Regions from separate parts of the Pan troglodytes genome. Here region 1 is linked to region 2. A link is a contact called in public Hi-C data. All regions are on one chromosome and are shown on one strand. Each heading gives the region's core, a stretch centred on a gene start, on an enhancer-like site or on the middle of the called end of the contact. The rest is flanking DNA. Distances are from core to core; before and after follow the strand shown. Region 1 has its middle 14 kb from the start of NRXN3. Region 2 has its middle 140 kb from the start of NRXN3.

Region 1 (4,378 bases), core at 1,767-4,266, 120 kb before region 2:
GCATTTTTATTCCCCCCAGCCCCCAGCAGTTAAATGCCCAAGGTGAATTCAAAAGCCGAAGTCCAAATTGTGATCAGATCAACTTGGCTGCACCAGACAAAACTGATCTTATCTGAATGGTGACTTTATTCACTTTGGAGAGCAGAACTCATTACAATAATAAGGAGCGACAGAAATGGGAGGAAGAGCAATCACAGCAGATCCAGGGAAGAATTCACTTTACTATCATTTTGGAGGATTAATTCTAAGCTTCCCTTCTATAAACGTCATTCTTCACTCTAGCAGGAGGTCCAGGGTCTGAAATTATTCTAGCTGACTTGCAGAATGCGTCACTTTGCACCTGATTTGCAATCCATTTCTGCTTCTTTCTACTAAGCTCAATGATATTTGTTTAATGGCCACTTGGCCTTCTGCATATCCTACTGAGCTGGTGTGAGGAGGTGCACACGCTGGAGGTCACATGGTGGGTCACAGGTGTTCACAAAGGTCTGAGTGTGTGTACATAAAGAAAACGGAGTGTGAGTGTACAAGCACAGAAGAGGTGTATGCACTCTCACAAAGAATAGAGCTGCTTTGCTGCAAGAGGGCAAGTAAAGAGGAAATGTGTTGAAGCAACTGTGTGTGCTTAAGATAATATATTATTTCTAGACCTGGTCCTCACTCTAGATCCCTACCTACTAGCCAGCTTCAGTGAGAAGATTATATAATTACCTGGAATCTTCTCATTGGGGATACTAATTATTTCGTCTCATTTCCCAAGCTACCTCCTAAATGCAAGTCCACTGCATTAACTGCCTTTTCTTGAACCTGCTACATACTTTCACGCCTCCATGTTTTATTCATGCTGTTCCCTCATCCCCAAATTCCCTACTTCCTCCTCTCCATCTCCTTACCCAATTAAAAATATATTTCTGTTAAAAAGTATATTTCTATTAAAAAATGTGTTTCAAGGCCTAAATCAAAGTTCACCTCCTCACGGTGTTGTCTCTAACTCTCCCTCCATAATTACTTGTCTCTTTGTTCTCACAGCGAGCTGTTTTTAACTCCTATTAGAGTTATTTGTTTGCATGTCTCTAGATTTTAAACTCCTTGAGAGCAGGGATTTTTCTTTTTAATCTTTGTATGTATCCCATCCTCATGCAGACAGTTTCTGGCTTATCACAGACACATCACAATACATTTTAAGTCAATAAATAATTGAATAAAACTTAACAATATAAAGCATAATATTTTCCTCTGTCACCTTTCACCTGAAATCTTGTATTCTGCAAATGGCCAAGGCTTTTCTTGTGCTGGTTTTCTCCACTAGCTTAACAATTAGGAAAGAAAGGAAAAGGAGTTGACCTGAAGTGTCTGGTGTCACTGGCTAAGACAAAGCTTTGCCATAAAACTAGAGCACACCTTGGTGGCTCTCACTTGTGCCACTGGTGACATGTGTCCAGCTAATACTCAGGTTCTGGACTCTACTTTGGCCTGGAGGTGCTCACTTGGTATCTCCTACCCTTAGCAAACTTGTCTGAACTTGACTTCTAGCTTTTCAAGAGTTATATCTCCTACTCTTAGCAAACTTGTCTGAAATCTCCTACCCTTAGCAAACTTATCTGAACTTGACTTCTAGCCTTTCAAGAGTTACGGTGTCTCCCTGATTTTACAAGTCCTAGCTATTCCTTCAAAATTCCTACTCTTACCTTCTAGCTATCTACCGCCTCACTGAGCTTCAGGTGCTGAATCCTTCAAAGTACCTCTGTGCCACATGACAATGTATCATTCCAGAGTAACTATATGTGTGAGTGTAGATGTAAACATGACCAGACACAACGTGTATATATTCAATTCCTTACACTCAGAACATCACTCTGAGTGCTATTATACAGAGGTCAGTGCACACTCCCATTAGGAATGGCGCACTTCACAACTCCTTACAGAAAGAACACTGATAAACTTGATGTCAGAGAAATGCCTCCATCGCCTCCCTCATAACCTCTCTATCTAGGAGCAGTTGTTATTTCCCAGCACCTGCATCCTCTACATCCAGCACTCTCAGGATGGAGTCTGACCAATGGGAGGAGAAAGTGAAAGGCTGCTGAGTCTCAGAGAGAGGCTGCCTCATCACTGGGATCCTACGAGAGAGGCTGGTGCTGGGATCTCTTTCCCAGATTCCCAGTGTCCCCATCCCATGCACCTCACATCACTGGTTTTTTCATGCATCCTTCTCCCCACCTCATCTTGTCCAGTTCTTTTCAGATTTCTTGGCTGAATTTTGGTGGATTATCACCTTCTTATCTTGCTTAGCTCACTGGAGTCTGCGTCCTTTGCTTTTCGTTTATCTACTTCCTGACTCTTGAACTCTAAGTGGGCTCTGTGTTCTGAGATAGCGCAAGATTCTTGCTTTTCCTGCCACCTACACTATGGCAAGATGAGAGGCATGCAGGGCACTTGAGATGAGAAGGAAGAGTGGGGGCAGGTAGCACTGTGCTTAATATGCCTAGTGTTCCATTACTGGAACACTAAGCATGTGGGAGTTATTTATATCCTACTGCTCAAGGTCATTGCCAAGGTCTGATTGCAAAAATTCAAAAAATTGCAACCCCAGGCATAAATAGGTTAACAGATGTAACAGTCCTGCATCCTGAATGATCAAGTCTCACTGCAATCACTTTCTAAGGACTTAGTGGTTAATTTGCATTATTCCAAGATCATTTCTCATTTTATTCACAGTAACTGCTGTTTCCTCTGGAACCAAAAGAGTTAAGAGAGGCAGCCCACATGTAGCATTATACTGAGTTTAAACTTAGCACTGCCTCTTCAAGCTCTGGGCCCTACCTATCTTGAGACTCAGTTTTCTCATCTGTAGAATGGAAATCATACTTAACTGAGGACTGCAATGACTATAAATCAGATGACCTAAGGCAATACAATACCAGGCACAGAGCAAAAACAGTGTGTGCTGAGCCCTGTGGTGCAGGCCTGCAGGACTTCTGTGGTTAGTGTGAACTTGCGGCAAGTGGGGGCAGCAGAGGGCCACTGGGGGAGTGGAGATAAGCCTAAGAGGCCTGGATCTTCAGAATCCTTGATTCCAAGGGACAGGTTCCAGGAGCAGACATATCGAGGTGAGTGGGATCCTCTAACAAGAAAATAGAGAAGAGAAACCAGGTAGGGCAGAGGCCCAGGTAGGCACACAGAGGTCTACCTGAGGTCAGTGGGTTGTGAGGTCAGATGTCTGGAATTCATGAGAGATTGGCAACACAGAGCCAGCTAGGCCAGCTGGAGAGCCTGGGGGTACCTGACAGAGGCCAAGAACCCTGCAGTCACAGAGATTTCCCCTTGAGTGCCTCCCAGAGCCACCATGCCATGGAAAACAGGTTTTTGTCAGCTCCAATACAGGCAGCCCACATCAGCAGAATCATTTTGTTGAGAGAGGTTGTTTTTTTTTTAACGTATAATAATTTACACCCTTAGCCCAACTATAAAGGTTTAAGATTCTCTTGGGCTGACAATGCCCCTGTCTTAAGGCCCTTGCTAAAAAGCCCAAACTTTCAGCTTCCTTGTCTCATATTTTCCAGCTACAGAAATAAATCTCAAGTGTCCTGAGGAAAGTGTCAAATATCTACCTCCAGACATCTGGACCCAAGTTGCATCACATATAAGAAGAGGGTGCTGGATCAGAACTCTTCTGCTTCTCAAACCACTAAGATTCAAAAGCTGAGAGTTTCTGATTTTCCTTCATTCACCTTGTGCTAAGCAGCAGCTCCACACTGAGCAATCTGCTTAGGAAATAACATTATGTTACTGCCAGGGACCCTCCACTGGGGGGGGAGGGGGGGCGGGCATCAGAGTAGTTCATCTGCCCCAACATTAGATCCTGGGGCTTCTTTTGTTTTTCATTTGTTTGCTTGTTTGTTGAGACAGGGTCTCATTCTGTCGCCCAGGCTGGAGTGCAGTGGCATGATCATGGCTTACTGCAGCCTCAACCTCCTGGGCTCAGTGGATCCTTCCACCTCAGCCTCCTGAGTAGCCAGGATTATAGGCACATGCCTGGCTAATGTTTGTATTTTTTGTAGAGACAGGGTTTCACCATGTTGTTCAGGATGTTCTCAAACTCTTGCCCACCTCGGCTTCCCAAAGTGCTGGGATTATAGGCATGAACCACCACTTCTGGCAAGGAAAGCTTTTTAAAAAGACTTATCTATGCCTAGGCCTCCATTACCAGGAATCTTTATTTTATATATATATATATATATATATTTTTTTTTTTTTTTTTTTTAAGTCTGGTGTAGGACCAAGAATAATGGTTAAAATATCTACTGACCAGTAAGGCATGAGCCCCAACCACTCTGGGGCATGCTGGCAGGTACACCATACCTGCAAGTACAAATTG
Region 2 (3,938 bases), core at 45-2,544:
AAAGTGATGAGAGGCCATCGTGAAAGGTAAGATTGCAAAGGTGCATTAGAAGGCCTCAAATGCCAGGGATGTTTGGGGACACAGATATGACAGTGTCATGGGATCAGAGACATGCTCCTCCTCTATGGCCTCTAGACTTTTAAAAAAGAATTTTAACTTTTTATTTTATTTTATTTTTGAGACAGAGTCTCACACTCTGTTGCCCAGGCTGGAGTGCAGTGGTGGGATCTCAGCTCACTGCAACCTCTGCCTCCCAGGTTCAAGCGATTCGCCTGCCTCAGCCTCCTAAGTAGCTGGGATTACAGGCGTGTGCCACCGCACCCAGCTAATTCTTGTATTTTTAGTAAAGACCGGGTTTCACCATATTGGCCAGGCTGGTCTTGAACTCCTGATGTTACGATCTGCCCACCTCAGCCTCCCAAACTGCTGGGATTACAGGCATGAGGCACCGCACCTGGCCAAATTTTAACTTTTATTTAGATATAGGGGGTACATGTGCAAGTTTGTTACACGGGTATATTGCACCCAAGTAGTGGGCATAGAACCCAGTAGGTAGTTTTTCAACCCCTCCCTCCCTCTCCACGCTGGTACTCAGCAGTGTCTATTGTTCTCATGTTTATGCCCATGTGTGCTCAATGTTTAGCTCCTACTTACAAGCAAGAACATGTAGTATTTGGTTTTCTGTTCCTGCATTAATTTGCTTAGGGGTATGGCCTCCAGCTCCATCCACGCTGCTGTAAAGGACATGATTTCACTCTTTTTTATGGCTACATAGTATGCCATGGTGTATTTGTACCACATTTTCTTTATCCAGTCCACCACTGGTGAACATCTAGGTTGATTCCATGTCATTGCTATTGTGAATAGCACAGCGATAAACGTATGAGTACATTTTTGGCAGAATGATCTATTTTCTTTTGGGTCTATACCCGGTAATGGGATTTGTATCTTAGGGAAACCAGAGCAGGCTCCTAAGATGTCACAAAGCAAGTAAAGAGCTAAGTGTCCAGTTAAGAAATGACGGAGGTTCTGTTCTCTGGCTCCACTCCGTGGGGCAAGAGACTACATCCTATCTCTGAACCTGGGTCCCCTCCTCCCTGCTCCCGCCGAGCCCGGGACAGGAGATGAAATGGATCCTCACACAGGCGAGGTCCAAGAGGAGCTTCCCCGCCAGGGTCCCCCACCAGGACACCCCAGCCCTGGGGAGGGGGCGCTGAGTTTCCTGGCACCCCTCAGTCTCCCTTACAGTGCCTCTCAGCACCTCACAGCAGCCGCAGCCAAGGGGATTTGTCCCTGCTGCTTGAGTTAATTACAGTAATTATACCTGCTCCCTCTTCGGCTCTGGTTCCCTTTGTTCCCAGTTTCCTGCCCGCTCATTTGCAAATCTAATCGCTCTGGGGATTGAATTTTTTTTTAAGAGAGAAGGGGGATGGAGAAACAAAGAGAGAGAGCAGAAAATGTGGGAGAGAAAAGATGGGGGTGGGGAGGGGCCCGCCGGAGATACAGTGGTGGAAAAAATGGACGGGAGCATCAGAGAAGGGACAGGACTTGGGAGCAGCAAAGCACCTCTCCTTTACGGCAGGGGGAACCCCAGAGTCACCAGTGGAGGCTGGGAAGGTAGCACTGCAGAGACCACACTCTCCATGGTCTTCTGGGCTTTCTGCTCAGTCCCCCGACTTCTCCCAGGCTAGTGATGGTAGTGATGGGGTTTAGGACATGCTCCCCCAAAATATGGCACCTTGGCATTTCAGGACACAGCAGAAGCAGGCCATCGAAACTAGAAAGAATTCTTCTCATCCCTACACCCCAGAAGAGGCCATAAAACCCAGCTATGAGCCACTCATTCCAGCAGAGTCCTCCCTGTACCTGGAAGAAAAGAATGTTCTTATCCTCAGGTGGGCGTGGAGGCTCACACCTGTAATCCCAGCACTTTGGGAGGCTGAGGTGGGTGATCACTTGAGGTCAGGAGTTTGAGACCAGCCTGGCCAACATGGTGAAAACCCATCTCCACTAGAAATACAAAAATTAGCCGGGCGTGGTGGCATCTGCCTGTGGTCCCAACTACTCAGGAGGCAGAGGCAGGAGAATCACTTGAACCAGGAAGGCAAAGGCTACACTGAGCCAAGATTGTGCCATGGCACTCCAGCCTGGGTGACAGAGTGAGACTCCATCTCAAAAAAAAAAAAAGAAAAGAATGTTCTTATCCTCAAAGACACTTATCTAAGAAAAATCTGAATAAACAGGCCTTGCTAAGCTCCCTCCAGTTTCCCACCATCAGATCACACCCTTCTGTCCTCCAGCCATACTTCTGCATGGCCATCCATAAAAATAGAGTTGTCCCTGTTTGGGGAGGGTCTTCATTTCTGAATGCTCTCATGTCATATAAAACTTATATTAAATAAATATGTATGCTTTTCTCCTGTTAGTCTGTCTTTTATTATGGGTGCCTCAGCCAGGAATCTTGTAATGGGTGAGAAATCTTCCTCCCCTACACCAGCCTGGCACAGATGACAGGAAGCTGGAAAGAGGCTTGCGTTCAAACACTACCAGAGGATGTCCCTGCTCCTTCATTACTGCTCTCCCCAAGAATCTGTGGAACTTTGGCTCATTCAGAACACCTGGCAGACACTTCAGTGTCAGATGGCTGAGAGGCCAAAGTGGGGAAGTCACACACAGAGCAGGATGGAAGCTGAAAATATTCCAGGAAGGAGAAATCTGAGACAGCAGTGGTAGGTCTTTCCTCTCTCATTCAGTCCCCTCTCCTGAAAACCCGTAGAAAACATCCAGGTCCAACAGGGTGTGGTGACTCACACCTGTAATCCCAGCACTTTGGGAGGCCAAGGTGGGTGGATTAGCTGAGGTCAGGAGTTTGAGCCCAGCCTGGCCAACATGGTGAAACCCCGCCTGTACTAATAACACAAAAATTAGCCGGGTGTGGTGGTGTGCACCTGTAATCCCAGCTACTCAGGAGGCTGAGGCAGAATTGCTTGAACCTGGGAAGCAGAGTTTGCAGTGAGCCGAGATCACACCACTGTATTCCAGCCTGGGCCACAAGAGCGAAACTCTATCTAAGAAAAGGAAAGGAGAGGGGAGGAGAGGGGAGAGGAGGGGAGGGAAAATCCGGGTCCAAGGATTTTCCAAACGTGCTCTAAGGAGCTCTAAGGCTTCATGAGGAATCCCCAAGGGGAAGGGAGAGGGAACGACAAGTGGGTACCTATATCCTCCCAACACCCTGTCAACAACCTTTTTGTTTGAAAATAATACAAACTAAAAGAAAAAGAATTCCCTGCTATCAACAGATTGGAAAACAACTGATCTAATGCAAATATCTCATCTGTCAGGTATAAGAAACTGAGGCTCAAATGGGTCAAGTGGCATGTCCTATATCACACAACAATCAGACCACAATCCTCTTGACTCTGAGTCGAGGGGGATTTCCACCACCCCATGCTGTTTCTTGGATGCCAAGGGGATGCCGGGGATTTTCCCAAAGCCCCTGGCTCTTCTTGGGTCCCTCTGGAAAGAGAGGAATGTGACTGCTGGCCTCGTCCTGCCAGAAGCCCTTGGTGAATCCAGGAGTCTTGCTCTTCTGTCCTCTGAATGAGCTCGATAGGTGGTGTGCAAAGAGCGTGTTTTCCAAAAATGGCTGCGACTGTATTTCCCACATTCTCTATTTAGAACCTGGCCACCACCACCACTACCACCCACAAAGAGGTAGACTCCATTTCTTGAGACTGGCAAGGACTTTGTGACTGCCACAAAGAATAAAATATGGCAGAAGTGATACTCCTGTTATATAGTTTCCAGATATTATTTGGATTAACTTGGCAGAATTTCCTATTAATTCACCAGGAAAGGTCAGAGTTCAGGACCATTTGGAGGTGGAAGTGGGAATGGGAGTGGGTGTCAAGAACATCCTACAAATCAACTCTTCCAGA

Evidence for each region. Hi-C and Micro-C count contacts between places; a contact is called where the count stands out from the background.
Region 1: a Hi-C map of induced pluripotent stem cells shows a contact between it and region 2, with 3 times the contacts expected there. The contact joins two enhancer-like sites. A contact is called at or near these places in 2 of 7 Hi-C or Micro-C datasets (both in induced pluripotent stem cells).

The regions. Positions count from the first base shown.
Region 1 is chr15:76,102,984-76,107,361 of NHGRI_mPanTro3-v2.0_pri, reverse strand. No RefSeq gene overlaps it. Among named protein-coding and RNA genes, the nearest start is that of NRXN3, 14 kb to the left of the region's middle. Within about 2 kb of position 3,016, at least 1 of the 24 cell types and tissues checked has an H3K27ac peak or open chromatin away from gene starts, as enhancers often do. A contact at or near this core is called in induced pluripotent stem cells, where this site is marked.
Region 2 is chr15:75,976,792-75,980,729 of NHGRI_mPanTro3-v2.0_pri, reverse strand. No RefSeq gene overlaps it. Among named protein-coding and RNA genes, the nearest start is that of NRXN3, 140 kb to the left of the region's middle. Within about 2 kb of position 1,294, at least 6 of the 24 cell types and tissues checked have an H3K27ac peak or open chromatin away from gene starts, as enhancers often do. A contact at or near this core is called in induced pluripotent stem cells, where this site is marked.